Linked DNA regions of Pogona vitticeps: region 1 is linked to region 2. The links are chromatin contacts, called in public Hi-C maps. All regions are on one chromosome and are shown on one strand. Each heading gives the region's core, a stretch centred on a gene start, on an enhancer-like site or on the middle of the called end of the contact. The rest is flanking DNA. Distances are from core to core; before and after follow the strand shown.

Evidence for each region. Hi-C and Micro-C count contacts between places; a contact is called where the count stands out from the background.
Region 1: a contact with region 2 is called in a Hi-C map of muscle, with 4 times the contacts expected there. The contact joins the promoter of POLRMT here to the promoter of CDC34 in region 2. A contact is called at or near these places in 2 of 2 Hi-C or Micro-C datasets (blood and muscle).

What each region holds. Positions count from the first base shown.
Region 1 is chr7:18,778,748-18,785,306 of PviZW2.1, forward strand. It overlaps POLRMT (RNA polymerase mitochondrial), which reads right to left and starts at 4,971. Exons shown (of 21, transcript XM_020794159.3): 1 at 4,620-4,971; 2 at 2,611-2,706; 3 at 998-1,638; 4 at 90-220. The coding sequence starts at 4,956.
Region 2 is chr7:18,635,701-18,642,262 of PviZW2.1, forward strand. CDC34 (cell division cycle 34, ubiquitin conjugating enzyme) reads left to right here and starts at 5,067. Exons shown (of 5, transcript XM_020794212.3): 1 at 5,067-5,420. The coding sequence starts at 5,244.

The DNA of each region.
Region 1 (6,559 bases), core at 3,721-6,220, 140 kb after region 2:
GTGACCCCGCATTGCCCGGAGGGTTTCTGGGGCTTCGTCAGCCCTCCCAGCTGCTTTGGAGGTTTTACGTACAAAAGCGTGGTCGTTACCTCTCGATTAAGTCGGGGTGGGTTTCGGAGCGCCCCATGCAACTTAGCACAGCCACGTAGGAATCCGGGTTCGGGTCCAGTCCCACTTCGTCCAGCATCCGGAACACAGAGGCCACCTGCCGGAGGGCGCCCTGGGAGGAGGGGGAAGACGTTGGGAAAACAGAGGGGGGAACCGGACGCTCGACATTCGACCGCTTGGTGCTCAGCCACTGGCCCACGGCCGCCTGGGCTTTCTCCACCCCCTGCGAGGGAGGTGGAAAGGGAGAACCAGGGACTGGGGCCAGGCTGACGGGGTGCGCTCCGCCGGGACAGGATTCAACCCAGGGGTCTTCCCGGTTCCCAAGCCATGGTGCCGCCCTGCCTGGCTCACAACCGCTTCCACGTGAGTCCTGAAACTGGGGTGCAGCGGCGCTCACGGTGCAAAAGCAAACCCCACGTGGCTGCCTGCATACTGGGGGGAATCATCGCCCCACGTGGCGCGAAGGCGAAGGAAGGGCGACTGACATGGTCAAAGAGGTGAATCCTGAACTCAACCCCTTGGGGCTCAGCTCTGTGGGTGCGAGTGCGGACGGGCGCATGACATCAAACCAAGTCTGATGGACGGTGACCCTTTTCAGGGTTTCCGAGGCAGAGACGTGGCTGATCCTTCCCTTCTTTGGGGGGTGGGGGGGGAGATCCCTGGGACCAATGTGCAGCTTTTGCTCAAGGCCACCCAGGCTGGCACTTCTCCCCCCCCCCCGGGAGGCAAACCATGGGGGGGATTCAAACTCCCAACCTCCGGCTCTGCAGCCTGAGACCTCAACCCCTGCGCGATCCAGCCAGCTGGTGCCAGGATCGAGTCCTCCAGAAGGAGGCTGCGCCCGCCGACCTAGCAGGCCAAGAGAAAACATGCCAGACAGGACAGCTACCTGCTTGGCCTGGCCGTGCATGACGAGGTTGTACATCCGGAGGTCCAGCACCTTTTGCCGGCGGTGGTGGTAGAAGGCGAGGCACCGCTGGGCGCGGTCGAGCTGTCGCAAGAAGACGCAGGTCTCCAGGTAGGCCAAAAGGCTCAGCCGGAAGTTCTCGTCGCCCTTCGCCTCCGCGGGGGCCGGCGGCTGCTCTGGGCGAGCCTCCACTTCCTCCCGGTGACCGAGGGCGGGCTTGGCGGGGGCCAGTCCTTCCTCAGAGGCGCTGCTCGGCAGTCGCTTTCCTTTCGTCTGGCCGGGTCCCATCTTCAGGGCAGGGGGCAAGTCATCGCTCTCTTTTGGCGGGGACCGGCTCGGCTTGGCCTTGGCCCCTGAGGAGTCCCTCCACCTCAGCCCGGTCTGCAGTTCCTCGAGCTGCTTCCGCTTCACCAGTCGCTCTCGGTGCAGCTTCTCCATCCACCGGCTCGGCGGGGTGACGCCGCGGTCGTCGTCCTTCGGGGCCGGCTTTTTTGGCACCCACGCCTTCGGCAATGGGGCGGCCGGCTGACCGGCGCCCCTCCTCAGCCCGGACACGAAGACCCGCTCCACCAGCGCCTCTGGCCCCGTGTCGGCCTGCAGCTGCTTCACCCTCGCTTCCAAGACTGGGGAGACAGCAAAGCCAAAGGGAAGAAAGGCCACAAGGCTGATTTTGACACAGAAAGCGCCGGCTGGACTTTGAAACGTTATTTAAAGCGTTCTTTACGCCCCTTACTCTTTTTGCCCTGCCTTTCCCCTGAAAGAGGAGCCAAAGGAGCTTGCGTCGTTAAAAACACAAATATGAAAAGCTAAAAGCAGTGGATTATTCAAATATTAAAAAAGAACGAATAAGCCTATATTTCAAAGGTTAGGTAAAAGCAGAATTAAAACAGATTCAGAAGCAAGAAAATTCAAACCACCCCGTTCTTACAACCCTCTTACGCAGTTGGTCATTAAGGGAGAGGAAGGTCTTGTTGGTTTGCCTGCAGAAGGAGAGCCCAGATGGGGCCAGGCTGGCCTCCAGTGGCAGAGAGTTCCAGAGTCTCTCTCTCTATATAAAGAAGAAGGCCCTCCTCTCCTGGGTGCCCACAAAATGGACCTGTGAAGGTGGTGAGACCAAGGGAAAAAGGCCTGACCTGATAAAACGCCTGCCTTCTGCAGGTGTTAACTATGGAACAGGATTTTAGCAAAAGAAGCCCTATGCATTTATTACCAATTATTGATGTTTTCCCCAATGGCCTTAAGGTGCTGTAGCCAGCTAACTTCTTTTCTGTTTCCAGCATCACACCAGCCCAGCGGGAAAGATCGGGGTGGCAGAAGGAGTGTGGGTTTTTCATGACAGAGGATTTGAACCCAGTACCCTGCGACCAGACAAGACCCTAACCACAAGATGTTCAGCTCTTGCTTTGGAGAAACCACCTCGTTTTTCACTGGCTGCCAGTCCTTTAGACAGGATACAGAATGCGGTGTGTGTGTGTTTTGGTTGCAGGACTTAATGGGAGATTCAGTGATTGTGGCCACAAAGGTGCGTGACGAGGGTACAAACGGCTGCCTTTATTTCCACTGGTGTAGATTCTTTTTTAAAAATACTTACTTACCTTCCACTAACTCCACCTGTTCCCAGAGCAGTTTTTTCCGGGCTTCTTCCTTCATCTCAGTCAATGAGTAACTCCTTAACCCGACCCGCAGGCTTTCTGTAAGGCAAGGAGGAGGTGTGTTCAGAACCTCAGAAGTTACATTTTTAGGAACTCTCGCCCCTTAGATTCACCTGCTGGCTTTGTTAGGAAAAAAAATTGCAAAACCAGGGTAGGACAATGTTTTGGGGAGACAGCCACGACTTCCCTGCTGAGCAACAGTCCTAGATCAAAACACCACGCTAAGTTTCTGGTCCTCAAGATTCTGAAAACACTGCCGGTTTAAACCACAAGGCAGGAAATTTGGCTTACAAGGATTCAGTGGCTCACCTTAAGGGTCAGACAAAGTCTCCCACAGGTGATCAGGGAACAAAATCCTGTTTTATGCCACAGGGTATTAAGATGTGCACAAATGAGCGACGGAAAATACAGTATATCTGAATTTTATTTTGCCCAACCCTGGTTCTTAAACCAGGAGAACTTGTCAAAACCTGGGAAACTCATGCGGGGTTGTTCTTCCACAAGGGCAGAATGCAAGCAGGAAGCTGGCCAGCAGCAGCAACCACAACATTAAAAGCAAAAGGGGGAAATTAGGGCCGCTTTCGAGGACAGTAAGATTCACGAGGATGAGAACAACAATAATAATAGGTTGACGGAACTGAGCAGGAAAAAAGGCACGTGTGTAGGGGAGAAAGGCAGCAGCACTTTAAAAACTAACAGATTTCTCCCCTGATCAGTTTTTGTGGATTAAAAGGCCACTTTCTGAGATTTGGAAGGTCACATTAAAACAAATTTCCTAATTATTCACATGCTATCGCACTTTTTCTATCCATTGTCTCTGTTTTTGCATCCCCCCTCCCTTTTCATTCGCTGACACGCTAACAGAGAAATCTGATTTTTTTTCCTAGTTGCTGGCCCCCTGCTTTTTAAAAAAAAAGTTTAAAACCACTTGTTATTTTATGTACCCACAAACTGGGACCAATTTATCATGACCATGGGGTGAGGGAGGTGAACACGCCCCCAAGGAGTTTCCATGGCCAGATCTGATCCCAGGTCAAGGAAGCCTAGTTCCTCCCTCTTATCCACTACTCACCACACACCACTGGGCCATCAAATCAGTTCTGATTTATAGCCACCATTTTCAGGGTCTCCCAAGTAGAAAATACTCAGAAGTGATTTATCCTTCCCTTCTCCTGGGACGAGGTGCCAGCCCAAGGATAACCAAGCTCTTCTCCCAGGAGGGGGATTCAAACTCTGAACCTGTGGCTCCACAGCCAGAGACCCCAAACTCCCCCCATCTCCGAGGTCTATAAGGATGACAGTATCATTTTAGCGTAACCACTCGGGATTAATCCAGGTAGAAGCAACCCTTCGAAATAAACGATCCCACGGCTGTGTGGCAGATTTCCAAACTCCCTACAAAAGGAAGGAGGGGACGATCCGGACGAGACTGTGAAAGGACCAAACAACAGAAGCCGAACCCCAAAAGGTTACTTCAGGACCCAAAGCAGAATCACATGCCCCCCCCCAACATGGCAATATTCCCACCCATTGAAATTCAGGATCCGCAGAGGGTGGGCGGGCTTTTTGTTTTGGAGGGTGGGGAGCGGCTGGGGGGGGCATCTGCTGCTAGACTTTCAGCCCCAGAAAAGCCAGGTTTAAAAGAGAATCACCACTCCCCCCCCCAAATAAGGAGGAGGTGAGACCCTCCCTTTATATAAAGGGAGCAGAATAGAGAATATAATATACATTGAATATAACAGAAAGGTGGAACTGCCAGACGCACCCCCCAAGAAAGAGGGGCACCAGCTCTCCTCCTGTGGCAAGACATATGGGGGGCTGAGCTGTGGGGGGGCCATGCAGCCCCCCATGAAGAGTGGGGTTCAGGAATTCACCCCTTTCCACAAATGGGGGCGCTGGAAGTGTGGGGGGCTAATTCCTAACCCCGCCCCCTTACCTCTGGCCACACCTACCTGTACCCCGCAGCAGCGCCCCCTGCAGCTTCAACATGGACATGGCCCCCCTTTGCCCCCCACTAAGCCCCCCACATTTCTGCCTAGCCTGCTCCAGGCAACCCACATTGCCTCCCCGCCTGGTGCGCTTGCGCGGCGCGCTCGCTCCTCCCGGCTCCTCCTCCCTGTGCCTTCCTGACCCGCTCCGCCAATCGGCTGCCAGCGTGGGAAGGGGCCGCGGAGGCTGCCCCGGGACTACGTCTCCCAGCAGGCGCTGCGAGGAACGGGATCCAGGCCGCGTGGAGCGGTGCCTAGATGAAATAAAAGAAAGAGTGAGGGAGCGGCTCGGAGAGGTCATTTCCGGGTCCGCACTTTTATTTTTAAGTATATTTTGAAGACTGGAAAAGTGAATTTAGTTTTAATTACCGTCGCTATCGCTGCTTCCTTTTTTGGGAGTAGAGCATCCAGAATCCTCCAACCAGCCTTTGGACTACAGTTCCCAGAACCTCCCAGTCAGCATTCTGAGTTTTGTAATAATAATAAAAAAGTTCCAAGTTGTGTGGGGGGGAATTATTATTTTCATTAATTTCTATGGGGAGAGATGATATTGTAAATATTCGGGGGACTGGGGGTAAAGGAAAATTCAAGCCACTGCTGCCAGTAATTAATTGCTGCCAATGTCATTAATTTATTTATTACTTCATTTTTTAAAATAAATATTCATTGATTCAAAATATTTTCCCCCACCTTTCTCCTTTAAAAAGACCTGACTATCAGAGATCACTGATGTTTCTTCCACCAATTCCCACTCTTCCTACATCTGAATCTTGCCTGGCTTTCCATATGAGATGTTCTGCATGCAGATTGAATGGATCAGGGGATAAAATGCACCTTTGTCTGACCCCCTTGGCCTGGAGGAAATTGTGATGTTTTTCTACATTCCCAAAGCTTCTCACCCACACCCAGAAAAAGAAAAAAGAGAAGGAAAAAAATGGATTGGGCTCCTGTAGCTTTAATAATTGTTTTAATCATTTAAGAGTGGAAGAAATTTCATCAGGTTGCAAGTATGGATGCAAGCTACACCTGCTGAAAGTTCATCCACCTGTAACTATTAAAGATAATACTTGCTCTCTTTTTCTCGAGGGATTACCTGTCACTATTAAAGATACAGAAACCTGGCTCTCTTTTTCTCAAGGGATTCCCCCCTCCAGCCTGATCCCCTCCATTCGTGTAAAGAAAATAGGCCAGTCAAGACCAAGGATTCCAAGTTCTTGCTATCCAATTTTTTTTATTTTTGTTTTTAAACACTTAGAAATAGCCTTCCTTCACAAATAAGCCACTCCTGTGTTACCCCGTTCTCTCTGCCGAACGATTCTGGACCCTTATATGGCACAAGCCTTTCAGGGGAGATACGACTCTTAAGCCATAAACCTTCCCTCCTTTCAGCTGGCAGAGATTTAATCCAGGGTTTAATAAGGCAGGCCGGGAGGGAGGCAGCTTCCAAGGCAGCCTTGTGACGGAATCCTGTGTGAACACAGCAGTTGTCACAGGGTGTGGGCAGGACAGGCTGCCGGAGGCTTGCAAGAGCCCTGTGAAATGGTAAGCCTCCATCACACACACACACGCACCACAAAGTGGGCTGTAGCCACTTAACTTTAATTTTTCTCTTGATTCCACAGAGCGAGTGGTCTAAGCGTACAGCAGAGAACAAAAATCCATTTTGTTGTGCTCTGTTGCTTTAAATGTGTTATAATATTTATCATTATTTAAATCATTTAAAACATTTTTAGCCCGTCTTTCTCCTTAAAAAGAACCCAAGGTGGCAAAATTTGGATTTTATTTACTATTTGAATATAATAGTTGTTTAATTCTTTTTTTACAGATGTTTAAAGCCTGTTTATTTCCTTTTCATTATTATTATTTTATTTAATATTAAAACTAAAATGCAAATTTAATAGCTA
Region 2 (6,562 bases), core at 3,817-6,316:
GTAAAGGCTCCTGCTTGATCACAAATTATTTTGGATGGTACTCCAATACGCGAGCACAAGTCCACGATGATTCTAGCTATGGTGGTAGCTGTCAGGTTGCTAATAGCGTAAGCCTCGATCCACCTACTGGCAGAACAGATGAAAGAAATGATATATTTCTTCTTAGATTTAGTAGGAACAAAAGGTCCTAGTACATCCATTTGCAAACACTGGAACACTTGGTCAGGAATTTCCATAATCTGCATTTCGGCCTTTACCTTGTCAGTTTGATGGCCTGTGCGTTGACAATAGTCACAAGAACTGACATAGTCCTTTACAATTTTTGAAATACCAGGCCAGTAAAAATGTTGAGAAATCCTCTTTAGGGTTTTTTGTATTCCCTGGTGCCCACTACTCGGATGGTCATGAGCCATTTCTAGTATTCTCAGTCTATATTCAGTAGGCACGACTAACTGTTGAACAGGTTGGGCATCCAAGTTGGATTTGGGGAAATATTCTCTGTACAAAAGTCCATTTTCTCCCCACAGGAAACTAACTTGCTGATGCGTAGGACGTTCAGCATAGTTGTCTGCTTGTGACCTCAAAGAAGCTAGAGAGGGATCATTAAGTTGCTTCAGTCTAAAGTCCTCTGATCCCTTAGGTATCACCTCCTCCATTTTAGTTTCAGTTGTAGCTGCATTATCAGGTTCGGTCACAAGAGGCTGCTGTTGGGTAAGGTCTCCATCTGAGCTATCCTCAGTGGATTCCTGCTCCCGTTCAAGATTATGCATCTCTCTACTTTGAGAACGCGTAACTACCGACATTGAAGTTGCATTTTGACTCTGCATGTGATCCAAAAAAAGCAAGATCATTTCCAAGAAGAAAATCAGGTTTTCCCTCATGGGTTAAAATATGTTTTGCCCCTGACCAAGACTTATACGAAATTTTGACATAAGCTAAAGGAATGAAACGTTGATCTGTCTCTATAGATCCATAAGTTTTTACTGGACACCTCAGGTTGTTCAAGATTAAGGTGGGGTCTAGAAAACGTTTGCTTATCGAAGAAATGTCGGCACCCGAGTCACGAAAAGCACTTAAAGCCATATCACCTCCAGGTGTGTGAAGAAAAACCACCTCAGAAAATGTGCGGGTTGCCCAGTCCCTTTGCGCAGTTGGTACTATGCAATCAGGATCCATAACAGAAAACCTCTCTCCTGATGCAGTCTCTTTTACAATTTCTGAGGAAATTGAAGCAATTTGTAAGTCCAAAACTCTAGGCACATATTGGTTTACTGCTGCCTGCATTCCACTGGCTTGCGAAGGGGTTACAGTTAGGTTAACTCCTTCCTGACTCTGTGAAGGCACAATGCTTGACTGGTGAGGCACAGAAACTGCATTACTGGCAGCTGGCACTTGCTGAGTTCCTGCTGGCACAGAACTTACATACGCCATCTTGGGTGTGCCTGCTTTAGATCTGCGTGGAGCTGGCACAGGTGTTTTCCTAGCTGGCTCCTTAACTTGGCTAGCTGGCACATTCAACCTTGGGCAATCTCGTCGCAGATGAGAGCCACCACATTCAAAACATTTAAGAGGCGTTTTACTCTGGCTAGGAGCTAGACTCCTGCGTTGCTCAAATGAACTTTGCCTGGGCTCTTGAGGAAAAGACTTTCTAAATTCAGGCTGACTCTGTCTCTTAGGCGCTACTGGTGCAGTCTTTGGCCTAACAGGTAGGTCATCATGGTAGTAAAGTAGATTGCTTCTATCAACACTGGCTATTGAGTCCTCAGACTCCTCTTTTTCCTTCAGCTTATTAACCAAACGCTCCACCTCTGCCTCTCTGTACTGCTTCAATAACTCATCATCAATGTTCTGATTATGAATAGATTGAGTGTGACAAGCAACAAAATCTGCAAACATCTTTGTTAACTTATCCACTTGTGATAGACTCTTGTTAGGATCAGGACGCTCAGCACCGGCTGCTGCTGCTGCTGCTGCTCCTGCTGTCCCATCAGAAATGCCTCTGCCTGGCACTCCCCTCCCTACTGGAGTGCTGGCACCCGCCATTTCCTCTGCCTGATCCATCTGTTGCAACTTAGTCCAAGTCTGATCTGAATCAGATCTAAGTAGATCCTGGACGTCCTGTGCTGGGAGTTTAGCCATTATATCTCCCTTTTGTAATTCCCTTCTCAGTTGTGAAGAATCATAAGTAATCCTTTGCTTAGCTCCACTTGGAGTCAAGACGTCCTGTTCAAGAGCCTCCAAAAGCTCTTGGTGCCAGGGCTTCGTATCTGTACTAACCAAAGGCACCTTAGCAGATGCACTACCAATTTTAACTTTCCTCTGAGTCACAAACTGCTCTCCAGGCAACTCCAAAAACCTCTCTCTGCCCATGTAGCCGAAACTGTAGGGCGAGAGTAAAGCCATAAAACACTCTGGCAGGAACAGCCCTAAACTGGAGCTTCAGAAGGGCGACCGTTTACTTGCATGAAAATGCCCACTCATTAAACAGCTCAATTAAACAGATTTTAATGTCTGTTAAAACCTAAGCGTTGTTTCTTATCAGACCTCACTGCAGCTAAGTCTTTCCGTAAGATCCTTAGCTGGAAAGAGAAAAGCAATTTGGCTAATTTACAGCCTGTCAGCATGCACGCACTCCCTCAGCCAAGGCTTCCGGAAGAATGCCTGCAGCTTCACTTACAAAGCAAGCACCATAAATCCATAAATCACACTAAAGCACGTGTTCCATCCCACCGCTGCCACCATGTAAGCAGCCCCGCATCTCCAAAGAGATTTATGGGGGTGCTGGAAATTGGGATGAGTAAGAAAACCAGACAAACCTCTAACTGCTGAGCAGAGCCAATTGAACTCAGCCAAGTTCTGTCTAAATTTTCTTACTCAGAGGCCAATCTCCTTATTAAGAAAGCAACACAGTCATAACCAGGAGATATCTCAGAATGATTTGGCTCTGAAAGTTTGGTAGCAAACCCACGTGGCCAATTAGACATTCAGCTAGTCTGTTCAAGAAACAATGCTTCTAGTTAGAAATCAATCATTACTGTTTTATTAAAAAGAATTACTTTAGAAAAGGTTTCAGTTGATAGTAAATTAAGTCAGTAGGTACATTTTCATTCAAGACTAACGGAACACACCACTCCCCCACTCCAGCTAAAAAAATAAAGAAATGAAACTATGCTAACTAACAAAAAGCATAAATCGTCCATCTCACGTGTCTTGGGTCTTCAAAGGCTGATGCTAGATGAAAACCAGTCCATTATGGGAAAAGCACGTGTCTGCCCCTTTCTCAGGCAAACTCCATCTTTCGCCCTCTCCTCTTCTTACTTCTTCTTCCCAGAATGCCTCCTGGGCCTTGTTGTCCCGCCTAACTTTCTCATGGAGCTTCAGTTGTTATCATTCTTTGTGGCAGAATTATTTTGACTACGAAACTCTCTGCTCTCTGCTCATCTTAGCAACGAGATAACCAGAGAGTGAAGTTTCTCTGGAACAGCATGTAAAACTTTCCTACTACAGAACAGACTTTAACTCAAAATGGATGCTATTGGGACAATCTTAGGACTACATATCCCACTCTAATACACATAAAAACACAAATCATCACAACCAGTTCTCGCCCTCCTCCTGCTTTGACGTTGGAAAGAAGGCAGCTCACACCTTGCTTTTTCTGGAATGCCAGAAGCGGCACACTCTTCTAAATAGATAAATAAAAATCCCTGTGCTTTCTCACAAGAGGCCACCCAACTTCCCTGGGGAAGACACCTGCTTCATGTGCCCGTTAACTAAGAAGAGATAGATGGACATCTTTATATAAATGTGGGATATACATCTGGCAAGCTTGACTTCAGTGGCCTGGAGCCTAGGGGTTGGGCTGCTGTTTTGGTTTTCAAGTTTGCTGTTAATATTAAATTGTTTTATTTTTAATGTTATAAGCTGCCTTGTGACAAAGAAGACAGGGTATAAATATTGTAAAGAAATGCTCAACAATAAATAACAAGGTTGATAGCAGCTATTTATAATTATTGATCTCTGCCTTAAGATGCATCTTATTCATAGTTCATAGTTTTAGATATTGTCTTCTAACCACTGTTGTATCCTCATTGTTTTCAACTTTAAATATTGTCTTTCATTGCTATAAGCAGCCTTGGGACCTTTTCAAGGAGAAAAATGGCATACAAAATATTTTAAATAAATAAAAAAATATAATTTTAACATAAATATAATAGTCAAATATAGCTAATAGTTTATAAATACATAATATATACAGTATTCATTATATTATTTAACAACAACAAAACAACAACAACAACAATAGCAGCAGCAGCAGCAGCAACAACAACAACAACAACAACAACAACAACAACTGGAGAGCTGGAAGGGATCCCTAAAGATCATCCAATCCAGCCCCTATCAAAGAAGCCCACTGGGGGGATTTGAACTCCCAACTTATCCATCTGCATCCAGAGACCTGAAACCATGGAGCCCTTTATAGATACAGTGTTGTATCTATATACACATCCCCAAGAGCTCACCTGCCCATCATAATTAACTGCAGGATTAACGATCTGTACACCGTGTCTAAATCACACTGGCCATGTGACCACGGAAAGATTGTCTTCGGACAAAACGCTGGCTCTATGGCTTGAAGAGCGGGATGAGCGCCGCCCCCTAGAGTCGGACACGACTGGACAAAAAAATTGTCAATGGGAACCTTTACACCTAATTGCTGATGACAAGAATTAGGCGGGCTGAAAATTCGGAGGTGGGAGAGAGGGGATATCGCTCTAATTGACCTAGCTCTATGTCTCTCTCGAGGCTCCGCCCCACTCGCCAGGCCTCCCTCCCGAGAGTCTTATTAGCGAATGTCTTCCTGACGTCTCTTTTCTTTTTTTCCCTTCGCCCCCAAGAGGCTCCTCCCAGAGGCTCTCGGGAGCTGTAGTCCTTCCCGGTGGTACCCCCTCCCGGCCCCGCCTTCTGCCTCCTCTGGAGCCACCTTCCATTGGCCTTGGCGCGGGCGAAGAGGCGGGGCTGCTCGCCCCCCGCCCCTTCTTCCTTGACCCTCCCCCTCAGAACTACGCCTCCCAGGTCACCCCGCGCGCGGAGCTCGTTGGGCGCTCGGCTCTTCCTCCTCCAGCGAGCGGCGCTCCTTGGAGTCCCGCCTCCCTGCGCCCAACCCGTTGCCCCCGGCCGCTGCGCTCACGCGAGCCCCCGGCTTCTTTCGGGGCCTACCTCTTCCTGTCTCGGCGGCGAGCATGGCGCGGCCGGCGGTGCCCAGTTCGCAGAAGGCGCTGCTGCTGGAGCTGAAGGGGCTGCAGGAGGAGCCCGTGGAGGGCTTCCGCGTCAGCCTAGTGGACGAGGGGGACCTCTACCACTGGGAGGTGGCCATCTTCGGGCCCCCCAACACCCACTACGAGGGCGGCTACTTCAAGGTGAGGGGCAGGGAGGAGCGAGGAAGGGAGGAGGGAAAAAAGAAGAGGAGGAATCTCACACAAAGACACACAAAACAAAGAGTTGGGGGGAGACTACAAGCCCCATCGTCCCCAGCCAGTCCAGAGAAGGAGAGCCCGGAAGGGGGGGTGGGGCTTGGAGTCCAAAGAAGGAAAGCCCATAGGGGGATGATGCCCCCCCCCCAAAAAAGAGACCTCCAAGCCTGGGAGCTTGTAATTGTTGAAAAGTAAGTTTCCGCGTTCCGGCTGGGCTTTGTCCTGGGAGTTGTAGTCCGTGTCCGTCCGTTCCCCTTCCCCCCCCCCCCGCTCATTCCTGGCTCGAGTTCATTCTGGAGATGAAGCAGGGAGGAAAAGTGAACCTTCCAACTTCTTAAGACTATCCGGCTCTAAGGACAGGCTTTTTAAACTCCTTAATCTTGCCGGAGTCTTAAATCATATAAATCCCCAAATGTCGACAGTCAAGTTTCGCTTTACAGATTTACATGTAAATATTTTTCGAAGGCAGAGTCCCAAAGGAGATGATAAACATCAATTGAGTTTTGTCAAGGCGAAACATAGGAAAGAGACGGCAGAAACAATAAGGGGGAAGCAGAATGAAGAGAGAGCAGTAAAATCATTTCGTTTTGTGGGTTTCAAGTCAATCTAGAAGTGTACTAATATGAGGAAGTGTAAACAGTAGTACGGTGTGAATACCATCATCTTCTATATTACAACCAAGGTTTGAAATTGTACTTTTCGGGGCTCAGATCCCCAAAATTGACCCAGTTGAGAGGAATGTCTAACTGCGCACATCTAGATAACCCTGAGTTGAAATAAACATGAATTAAAATATTAATATTTAAAGCTGTTGTTTTGGCAGAGTTTCTGACCTGGAGGTGTTTCTTGACCCTTGCCAACCTGCCCTTTTTCTGAGTACCTGTAATTCAGTTTTCTAATAATAAATCACCCCCTGGTGGAGTGCCGAGTTACTTCTGAGTAAACATGTGAAGTAACATGCTGTAAAGTCTCATGTTTTGTCCTTTTATCCGCCGTGACCTCATTCGTGGGGAATCATTTCTTACAACAGGGATAGTTTCCAGTTACACACCAGGAATTTTGAGTGTGTCATATCCACTGTCATAAAC